Regions from separate parts of the Mus musculus genome. Here all the other regions are linked to region 2. A link is a contact called in public HiChIP or PLAC-seq data. All regions are on one chromosome and are shown on one strand. Each heading gives the region's core, a stretch centred on a gene start, on an enhancer-like site or on the middle of the called end of the contact. The rest is flanking DNA. Distances are from core to core; before and after follow the strand shown. Region 1 holds the start of Phlda3 (pleckstrin homology like domain, family A, member 3). Region 2 holds the start of Kif14 (kinesin family member 14). Region 3 overlaps Tnnt2 (troponin T2, cardiac).

Region 1 (3,478 bases), core at 966-3,465, 700 kb before region 2:
TCCTTCCCCGGGTCAGGGGCCTGGTTCCTGCTCCTGGTGTAGTAACCCTGATGGGGAGGCACGCTCTGCACCCTCTGCTCTTGGAAACTTGATCTCAATATTTAATTAGTACAACCCGGACCTGAGTCCCCCTCAGATAGGGCTTCCAGGAAAGAAGCCAGTCCTGGGGGGAACTGAATTATCTTTCCTAACCCCAGGAGGTCACGTGACTGCAGGGTCTCAAGATGACTCCTGGATTCCAAAGACTGACTCTGGCCATTGGGACAGCAGTAGAGGGGCCCAGAGCATGATGCTCCACGGAGTTTCCTCCTAGGCCCCTTTGCTCACTCTCTTTTTACCTGATGTCACCACCCTTTCCCTTCCTTTCTCCACCGCTTAGAAGCCTCTAACCCTCCAGCCAGTAAGGAAAGAGTGTGGGTGGCCATGTCATGTGTTACAAGGGCTCAGTGTTTATGGAGAGGCAGGGTGATGTCACCAGCAGATTCCAGGTCCTGTAAGCCACCAATACATTCATGCCCTAGACTCTCTGATTACAAAGCTGCAGGATCCCGGTTAAGTTGTTTGAGTTCTCTGCCTTGTTTTTTTTTTCCCTCATGAGAAAATGTGAGCAAAACACTATGCCCTATCTCTCATGAGAATTTAAAGCATGGGGGAGGGCTCTGTAAATTTTGTCTTGAGAATGATCCAGTAGTTATAGAAAGCATCAGTGAACGAGAAGGAAGCAGTAGAGATGGGCTCAATGGAGACACTCCTCCCGGTCCCACTCCCACCCCCATTTCCTAAAGGAGAGAGGGTTGGTTAAGGCAGGATTCTGCCAGGTTGGTCAACTCAGCAGTCCCTAGAAGAAGGCTGAGGGGAAAGCCACACCATAGTGGCTGGCCGACAAGTCCCTAAGGGCACTGTCTAATCTCTCTCCTGGAGTGGCATTGTGGGAGTTGGGAGCTGAGGGACAGGGAGAAGGTCAGAGGGAGGGACAGACAGGGCTCTGGATGGGAAACTGATGACTCTTTCTCTCCACAGCTGGCTTGGTTCTGCAGGGGAGGATACCCCCGGCTCACAACAGAATCCTCCCTGTGCCCGTTAGTTTTTCGACACCGAGGACCAAAACAGGAGGTGTGAGTACAAAGAGGTCTTCTTTCTGACTAATTATTTATCATTAGTCCCAGAACCTTTACGATTAACATGTCCATGAGTAGGTGTTTAAGAAACTTTGGCCTGGAGGGGTTGACCAAGAGGGCCAGATGAGGGAGGTCCTAGGAGAGACATCTTTCTCCGGCTTCTGACCTTATATGATGGAAGACATAGTAGGAAGAGAGAAATAACTGAGTTGGCAGATCTGTCCCGGGTCTTCACGAATGGTCACTAAGTTGCTCTTCGCAACAATCCTACCAGATCAGAATGGATTAGTTATCCCATTTGATACATGAAAGTATGGAATAAGGTTAGAGCCATTGGCCAGGTAGGAGAGGTTTGAAGTCAACTGAGAAAAGCCTGTCTCCCTTCAGCATAGTGTCCCAGGAGAAGCCCATTCTCTGCTGTGGACTCTGCAGAGAAGCCACAAGGCTGAGGGCTAACTGCAGTAGGCATGGTTGGGCTCCAAGTCAATGCTCTGTGAGACAACCCCACACCCACAGCACGTGTGTCTACTTCCCATTGATCCATCAGGATTTCTCTCTCCCCACTTTATACACACTATTTTCTAACGCCTACCTAAGTAGAGGCAGGGAAAGGTGGGAGAGTAGGTTGTCAGATCTGTGGCCAGCCTCCCTTGAGCCCAGCAGAGAGACATCTGCTGATGATGGTGGACAGACCCAACACTAGCTTTTGGCAGAGGCTGGGCGACCAGAACTCTCGTGCTCTGAGAAGCAGCGGGTATTTGACACCCACCCTGCCATGGTGCCACTGCGTTATCGTCAAGCCGGCCCCACCCCAGGCCAGCAATGACCTGGCTCCTCTAGGAGAGGATCCTCGGCCCTCCCCCACTTCTCCTCTTTCTCCTTCTGCTATGCCCCGGGTGTGAGGCCGGGGTGAACGGTTGAGGCTGGGGGTCGGGTGAGGGGCTCGGAGCGGTGTTTTAAGAAGGGGCAGCCCGCAGGCTATTGAGAAAGCAGCCCCCTCCCGGGCCCGCGCTGCTGATGGGTGTTGGAGCCCCACTGCAGCCCCGCCCCCCGGGGCCCTGTCCGGGCGGGTGCGCGGCGCAGAGGGGAGGGCCAGCGGGGCAGGAATGCGCGGCGGGCGGCGCAGGAGGCGAGCGGTGGAACATGTAAGGGCACATCCCGCCAGCAGCCGCCCAGCTCGCAGACGGAGCGCAGGGGAGCGGGCGTGCGGGCGGCGAGGCGCAGGGCACCGGGTAGAGGCTCGGGGAGGTCGAAGCGGCGCGCAGGGTTCCAAGCCGGCGGCGAGAGAGTAGCATCGCACGAGCCTCCCGGTACCCGCTGTCTGCGAGGCGGCCCGGGCCGCAGGCTCGACCGCACAGGGAGCAAGGCCAACCAGCTCCAGGGCGCGAGAAGCCGGCGCTGTAGAGCCGGGACAGCCGGGATCGCCGCAGCCTCCAGAGCTGTGGGAACCTCGGGGTGCCCATGACGGCGGCGGCGACCGTGCTGAAGGAGGGCGTGCTGGAGAAGCGCAGCGGCGGGCTGCTGCAGCTGTGGAAGCGGAAGCGCTGCGTGCTCACCGAGCGCGGGCTGCAGCTCTTCGAGGCCAAGGGCACGGGCGGCCGGCCCAAGGAGCTCAGCTTCGCCCGCATCAAAGCCGTGGAGTGCGTAGAGAGCACCGGGCGCCACATCTACTTCACGCTAGTGACCGAAGGCGGGGGCGAGATCGACTTCCGCTGCCCCCTCGAAGACCCTGGCTGGAACGCTCAGATCACCCTGGGCCTGGTCAAGTTCAAGAATCAACAGGCCATCCAGACTGTGCGGGCCCGGCAGAGTCTTGGGACTGGGACCCTTGTGTCCTAAACCATGAGGCGTATCATTTTATCGACATGCCCCCCCTCTCCCATCTCCGTGCCCAGAAGACATGTCAGGTGAGTCCCAGAGCACTGAATCCTCTCTCTTCTTCCTCCTCTGCTCTCTATAGAAAACCAGGGGCTTTGATTTCTATCCCAAAGCTGGACGATCCCAGAGAAGGTTGTTGGGACCAACAGAGCGTAGATCCGAAGAGAATGTGTTTTTGGAAGCCGGGCCTTTTGCCAAGTGAGCAGAGCAGGCCCTTTCCCTAGGGCACCAGGCAGGAGGGTCCTTAATGTAACCCAAGTGTCGGAGAGGAAGATGGGTGGGAGCACGGAGAGAGAGCACGGGTGGGATAGGCCTCCTCAGAGATTGGTTCACTCACCATAGGACTCCTGCGTTGTATGACTGTCTTCCAGAATGAATGCATGCTGGAGAATGTAAGTGTTGAACTGCGATGACAACTCACTACGGTGTAGTTATCGAAGGAGTTATAAGGGCTTGCGAACAAAACCATGCTGTCTTAGGTC
Region 2 (3,498 bases), core at 945-3,444:
ACAATAAGAAAAAAATTGTCAAGGAATAAAAATTATCTTAAAAACTGACTTTATCGTGTAATTTTTCATATAGTTAAAGCACTTCTGGGTTCCTTTTCTCTCTTACAGAATACATTTCCATTATCTCCATACTGTTAATTTGGAAAAATATTTGGCTAGAATCATTCTTTGGTTTTAGTGATTACCTTTTTTCAGGTTTCAGAATGTTATTGTAACCTTTACCGCAACAGCTTTGGACTTCCAGCCACACCACTTGCTACTTGTCAGATCATTCACAAGTTTATTAACAGACTGGCATAACATTAATACTTGATTAAAATATTCAGGATTAAAAAACAAAACTTTAATTCATCTGAACACTTAGTCCACGACATCACGTAACGACTTGAGTATGAAATACCAGAGTGTTATTATAATTAACGTGGGGGCACATGGTCATTCCCTACAGATCGTCGTGTAAAGGATCGGATAGATGAGGCACTGTCGCTTCTCCTGAAAACCCTTCAGGTGAGTGCCCGCCCCTTTGGTGGTACCGCCCAGCTCCAAGCTCTGAGCTCCAATTCCGCCCAGAGGAGGGGCGGGCCGTCACCTAGGAGATAGGGCGGGGTGTGTCTCGCGGTAGAAGCTGCACTTCCGGGGATGGGGAGGAGTGAAGGCGCGGCGCTTGACGCTACGCCCAGCGACCAATCAGGAAGCGAGGCGCGCATTCAAATTGCCGCAGCCACGGGAGCCTGTGCCGGGAATGGTGAGTGTCGAGGTCTTAGGAGTGGGAAGCGCCTCCGAGCTGAGAGCGCTGAGGTTGCTCGCCCAGCGAGCCGGTGGGCTGAGAGCGTTGCGGTGTTTGCCCAGCAGGCCGGGGTGCTTGGGTGGGTGGTGCGGCTCGGTCCCCTTTAGTCCGAGGGTCCCGGGCAAGGGGCGCGGGGCGTCGCTCTGTCCACCCGGAAGCCGAGAACAGCGCCGCGGAGCGTGGAGCGGCGAACTGGAGGGGTCCAGGTACACTGTCACAGCCTGGCAAGACTGCCAGAGTCGCCAGGAGCCTCGGCCTGTGGTCGTGACCGACTTCTCTTGTCTTCCTTCCAGTCCTCTTGGAGATCTGATGGCCGAAATTCTGCAAACAAAAATCATGTTGATCTATGCAAAGAGCAAATGGCTTTTAGTTTCTAAGACAAAGATATATTGTCCCTAATTTCACCTCATATTGGGAGGGTTCTGTATTTTCACTGAAAGTTTAGCGGGAGATGCTTATACTCGAACTCTTTCTTTCTTCCTACAATGTCTCTTTGTCAAACTTTTAAAAATGAGCTTCTGGTAATTTGTTCCTTGATTGTAACAATGTCCAAATAGTTTGAATCAGTGACATTTTGTAAGGTAGACTCAGGAATTCAATTTTAAAGAGTTGTTTACGTCCATTTAAGGAGCATGACGAAGAGTGGCATTTGCACTGTTCTGTTTTAGATAATGCCTGGCAGATATTGTTGGCCTATATTTACCTATATGTGTGTAAACGCATGCCTGTCTAGTTTGTTGTATAATGAAGAAGTGACAGATAGTGTAGTTGTCTAACTTGAGGGGGTGTGGGCATCGGTGACAGTGTCAGGCTGGCCTTGAAAGTTCCAGTCTCTCACCTCGGCCTCTCTAAGGCTGGGATCACAGGCACGGACCATCACACCTGGCTACACACGCAGTTTGTAGTGTATAATGTCTGTGGTACTTTCTTAAGAGTAGCCTCCTTTGTGACATCGTGTTAAACTCCTCTGTAGGCATTCTTGTATTTAGGATACATTGACAAGTGTTCAGAAACCTACTTTGCTGCAGACTAATCAGACTAGATGCTATGATTCCAAGCTGGGGGCACTTAAAGTATGCTGACATACAGGTGTTGACCTTTCTTGAATCACTTTGTTGAGATTAAGGTCACCTGTAAGCTCCTTCTAAGCTGAGGAAATAAGGATGGGGAGGTCCTGTCTTTGAAGTCTGCAGTGTCTGTGGGTGCCTTGCTCCTAAGGGAACCCTCAGTAGATATTTGTTGAATAACAAGTGAAGTCCTTCGAGGGTGGAGATTGTAGGAGGCTGTGTGGAGGTGCAGTGGGAAGTGGTTTAGTCCAATGCATCCTCTGAGAGTTTGCTTCTGTAGTAGGAAGATCTCTCTCTTTTTAAAGTTTGTAGTAACCGTTTTATTTTTCATTTTTTGTAGTCGGCCAGATATTTTGTTGGAAACTGAAAAGAACAAAATGCCCAGCACCCCGACAAGGATCTGAAGGGCTTAGATCCTTCACATCCTCTTAAAAATCGCTTGCTGCCAAGATGTCAGTACACACTTCGCATAGCAGACACAACATCGGAAGCCTGGAGGTTTCTTCTTCACAGAAGATTTCAGCATCCAGTGGCCTCGTCCACAGCAGCCGGCTGGAACTGCACTTGAAGGCAGATATGTCAGAGTGTGAGAATCATGATCCATTCGTGAATGCTGGAAGTAAAACCATCGACATAAATAGCACTTATGTTATCTCTGCCTGTAAAAAAACAAGAGAGACTCCTGTTACCTCTGACCCCCGGAGACTGAGCCTCCAGAGAAGGGCTACTTGTGGGGACAGAGAGTCGTCTTTACTTGGAAGTGAGTTGGGAAACAGAAGAACAGCAGACACAAGTCTTAGGTTACAACGGCGGCACGGTAGAGCGGATTATGTGGGAAAGTGGGAGACATTGAATCCTGTGGGAGGTAACCCAGGAAGTGACTCTGCCTCCCAGGCATCGAGGACAGAAGCAAAGGGTGTAAATAATGATACCCGTGTCCTGTCGTCTGTCGTCTCCGTGAAAGACTCCAACGACACCGGGTTGACGAGATGCAAAGACCCAGGTCCTCCCGTTGGTGCCTCTAATGAAAAGGTGACAGTTAAGGACACAAACAGTAGAGCGCCTGTGGGTTCCCAGCGTCAGACTGAAGCTATGAGATCAGGACACTTAGTGGTGCAACTGACCGAGAGCAAGTCTGATACCCCAGTGTCAGGAGGAAGAAACTCACACCGTGGGAATGCTGGCAAGGACACTGCTAAACAAGTCGGTACATTTGGAAGCTCAGATACAAGAACCCCAGTGAAATGTGTTTTAGAACACAGATGGACACCAAGGCATGACCCGCCTCCACCGAAAAGCCCAGCTTTATCCACACCGAAAAACAATGGGAAGGACATCCCGAAACATGGCAGTACATTCAGAAGCGCGAGCTCAGAATCGAGGACCCCGGTAAAATGTGTCCCAGAACACAGATGGACACCAAGGCATGACCTGCCTCCACCGAAAAGCCCAGCTTTATCCACACTGAAAAACAGGATTGCAAGCCCTCGAGTTAAACCGAGGCCCAAAAGTTCTCTTTTTGCAAATAAAAGGGAAAGCTCACGAGAAAGCACACTCCCTCCAGAAGAAAACAGTCTAGTTCAGAAGACCTTTACAGAGCCAGACTCCTTAAAAGTAGAGAACAGTCAGGTGACCGTGGCGGTG
Region 3 (3,648 bases), core at 374-2,873, 620 kb before region 2:
ACTGTAAACCGCCAGAGGGAGGCACTCCCTCACACATTTGCCCAGGCTCCAGTGCTGGCACCAGGCCTCAGCAGGTCAGGCCTCCCTGTGAACTTTGGCGACAGGGAAAGAGAACTAAGCAGGCCCTTTTCTTATCTGAGCTCCTGCTTGGCCACATCCACATGGGAGGTGGAAAAGCAGATCTAGATGCTCTGTTGTACCAAGAGGGCTTCTCCTCAACTTCCAGCTCTCTGTTGTGGCAGCCCTTGGTGTCTGTCCCTGAACCCTGGGCACAGTAGCTAGGAGCCAGAATTCCAGAATGGTCAGGTCCAGAGCACAGGCTGGAGGTGGGCACCCTTTGCAGACCTAACTGTGCAAGGACAGGCTGGGGCCCGTGAAGGCTGAGTTAGGACCAGGGTGAAAGCCAGCCAAGGCCACTCCACGCCTGTCTTCATCGCTCCTCACCTCGCTTCCATTGTGGCTCCTGCAGAGAGAAGGCCAAGGAGCTGTGGCAGAGTATTCACAACCTGGAGGCTGAGAAGTTCGACCTGCAGGAAAAGTTCAAGCAGCAGAAATACGAAGTGAGCTGCTCACTGTGTCTATCCGGCCATGCTCCTGGTTTGACCTAGTCCCTGCTACCGCTGACCCTCAGGCCCCTTTTCCCTGTCCCCATGCAATCCATGCACTGGTCCGTCTCCAACCGTGTTCTCATACTTCCCTCCACCCTGTTTGTACCCTTGCTTCGACACTGAGCCCCCTCCCTCCTCCCAGGCCTCCTTGAATGAGCCCCAACTTTATAATTTATCTTCCCTGCTTCCCCTCCCCCGCCCCCAGATCAACGTTCTGCGAAACCGGATCAATGACAACCAGAAAGTGTGAGTGTCTCTGGCCCTTCTCTTAGCACGATGCATCCCACCTCCCCTCTCCCCATCCTGTTGTCAGGGTTCTGACCCCAGCTTTCTCCTCTCTTTGAGTCACAGCTTCCTTCTTTCAGCCTTGGGCACAGCACCCAGTGCAGGGTGGGATAGGGGGTCCAAGGTGGTTGTTGTATTCCACCCCTGCTCCAGAATGCTCATCTCAACCCTTATCTCCCCTCCCCTGCCCGCTGTCCCATTGAGAACTGCTACCCCATCCCCCATCTGATGGGTTCCTGTTTCTCCTGTAGCTCCAAAACTCGTGGGAAGGCCAAAGTCACCGGGCGTTGGAAATAGATGAAACTGTTCTCGTCAAAGCTGTGCCCCCTGCTTGTGTCCTTGCCCCGTGCATCCCAGCTCTGGGTCCTCCTTGGCACCCAATGCAGACTCCTGTTTGGATAGTGGGAGCTGGCTTAGCTAGAAGCCAGTACTCTGCCTGACCCCTATGCCCGCACTATGCCAGCAATAAAAAGCCAACACACTGCACATATGGAATAGTGTTTCTCATCCGCCCCCTCCCTGAGTGTTACAGAGAATCAAGACCCTTGTATCTGTCCAACTCGGAGGAACTTATGCCAGTCTGGTCTTCTTCTCCCCTCCCCCCAGCTGGGGAGAAGCCGATGGCCGAGTATCGTGCATACATTCTGAGAACCGGAGGGAGGTGCGGGCAGAGGGCAGGGTTTATGTTTTAGCCTGTGAGAGTCACCAGGAACAGCATGCTGAGGAAGAGGCCTGTCACACAGGGAGGGAGCGTTCCCATGTGAGTCATTTGCTGGTGAACAATGGAGCCTCTTTGAATGGCTGCTGTTTTCTTTCTCCTCCTGGCCTGGGCACTAAGAGCCCACTGTCTGAGGGGGCAGGGAGCCCTTGAGGGAGGAAGGAAGGCTGGTTTCATTGGGCAGCTGTTCAGGCTAGAGCTGCCAAGGGACTTGGCCTAGCTTGAGTGCCTCAGTTTCCCCTTTCCCATGATCTGCATGTCTTCCAGGGCTTAAAGATCTCAGAGTGAAAAGGATAGCATGGTGGCATAGTTTCTGAGCAGGAAGCAAAGCACTTGGTCCATCAGCTCCCTAGGACAATCCTCCAAGCGGGAAGGTTCTCCTGTACCACCCAGCCTTTCTCAGGTCTCCCTGCTGGAATCCCTTCTCCCTGTTTTTTCTTTGCTATCCATCAGCCTGTGAGTTTTGCCTCAGAACTTTGCCCGTGATCTCTGAGGCAAAGTAGACTCACCTCTCGTTGCACTGAGCCCAACTTAAGCCCAACTTAGGCCTTCTAGCACACACTATTAGATGGATCTATTCCTACAAGAATCACTTGCCCTGCTCCCTGGCCACTGTACTGAGCTATTTATCCTGAGCTAGGAGCCCATAACAGATATTAACGGTACAGGCATAGAAACAATACGGCCCTAGGGGCTCAGCCTGTGGTCATGGCTTTGCTTGTTCATCTCTATTAGTTACTATTCTTGTTTGCCGTAACAAAATACCAGGCAGAAGCAACCTAAGAAAGAAAGGGTTCATTCTAGCTCACAGTTTAAACAACAGAGGGCATAGTCCACCATGGTGGGAAAGCACAGAGAAGAGCGTGAGGCTGCTAGCTCTTCCATGTCTTTGTGGATCAGGAAGTGCAGACAGCCTGGACCAGTGGTGGAGTGGACTATAATCCTCAAGTCCCACCTCCAGGGCCTCATGACTGCCAGGCCCCACATTCAGAAGGTTCCACAACCTCCCAAGCAGTGTCACCATTGGAGGATGAAGTGTTCAAACACGCAGGCTGGTGTGCAAGTGGGGTGGAGCGATGGGGGTGGGGGTGGGGGTGGGGGTGGGGGTGGGGGTGGAGCTGTATTTCACATCCAAACCATATCGCATCTATTCCTCAGTAGCTATGTCCCGAGCTCTGACTATATGCTGGACTCTGTGGGTCACAAAGAGGCTGTGATGGGTATCAAAGGAGCAGATAGGGCCTCACGTGGCCATGGCAGGCAGGAGTGCTTTTGGAGGAAGGTGTATCTAGTGAGCCCTAGTGGGAAGAAGGGGAGATCACTGAGAGATGTGTGTATGTATGGAGGGCGGGAGGGTTTACAAGTCTTAGAAGCAGGAGGCAGCCTGTCCCCTTGCTCTGAACTTTCCCCATCCCCAAAACCATATCTTTTCTCTTAAGGTTATCTGGGTGTTGGGAAGTTTTTGTTTGTTTGTTTGTTTTTTTTGTTTGTTTGTTTTTTTCCTTAAATGCTCACCATTTCTTTGTAGTGAGGATATTTGTCATGGGCTTTTATCTGTAGTAGTTCCCACACCCCAACCCCAGTCCACAGTTTTCTTTCCGTTATTATCATCAGTCACCAGGAAGTGTAAACACAAGTAGTTCAAAAAGGGTGGGGGGAGGGGCAAAAGAGAATGGGGAACATCCAAATAACTTTTTATTCCTACATATTAGTATTATGGTCCTATTTTACTATTACTTACTTTGCTAGCCTTTTGCTGTGCCTAATTTACAACTGAAACTTCAGCACATGTAGGAAAGCCATCACATATATAGGTAGGGCCTTGGTTTTAGGTAGGAAAGGTCTTTCCTCAAAAAAATGTAGGACTGGCTGGGCAGTGGTGGCACTCGCCTTTAATCCCAGCACTTGGGAGGCAGAGGCAGGTGGATTTCTGAGTTCAAGGCCAGTCTGGTCTACAGAGTGAGTTCCAGGACAGCCAGGGCTACACAGAGAAACCCTGTCTCGAAAAACCAAACCAACCAACCAACCAACCAACCA

The links. HiChIP or PLAC-seq counts read pairs in DNA pulled down with a chosen protein or histone mark.
Region 1: a contact with region 2 is called in an H3K27ac HiChIP or PLAC-seq map of embryonic stem cells, with 2.4 times the contacts expected there. The contact joins the promoter of Phlda3 here to the promoter of Kif14 in region 2. A contact is called at or near these places in 2 of 115 datasets of contacts at active chromatin or transcription factors (embryonic stem cells and microglia).
Region 3: a contact with region 2 is called in a FOXA1 HiChIP or PLAC-seq map of pancreatic cancer cells. The contact joins the enhancer-like site here to the promoter of Kif14 in region 2. A contact is called at or near these places in 1 of 39 promoter capture datasets (hippocampal neurons), 6 of 484 Hi-C or Micro-C datasets (the G1E-ER4 cell line, cerebellum, embryonic fibroblasts and 2 more), 3 of 115 datasets of contacts at active chromatin or transcription factors (extraembryonic endoderm stem cells, pancreatic cancer cells and pro-B cells) and 1 of 9 other capture datasets (embryonic stem cells).

The regions. Positions count from the first base shown.
Region 1 is chr1:135,763,870-135,767,347 of GRCm38.p6, forward strand. Phlda3 (pleckstrin homology like domain, family A, member 3) reads left to right here and starts at 2,216. Exons shown (of 2, transcript NM_013750.2): 1 at 2,216-3,025. The coding sequence starts at 2,580. The coding sequence ends at 2,957.
Region 2 is chr1:136,465,654-136,469,151 of GRCm38.p6, forward strand. It overlaps Kif14 (kinesin family member 14), which reads left to right and starts at 2,195. Exons shown (of 29, transcript NM_001287179.2): 1 at 2,195-3,498. The coding sequence starts at 2,305.
Region 3 is chr1:135,850,883-135,854,530 of GRCm38.p6, forward strand. Tnnt2 (troponin T2, cardiac) reads left to right here. Exons shown (of 15, transcript NM_001130181.2): 13 at 470-560; 14 at 814-854; 15 at 1,145-1,386. The coding sequence ends at 1,190. Among named protein-coding and RNA genes, the nearest start is that of Tnnt2, 16 kb to the left of the region's middle. Within about 2 kb of position 1,624, at least 88 of the 459 cell types and tissues checked have an H3K27ac peak or open chromatin away from gene starts, as enhancers often do. A contact at or near this core is called in embryonic fibroblasts and pancreatic cancer cells, where this site is marked.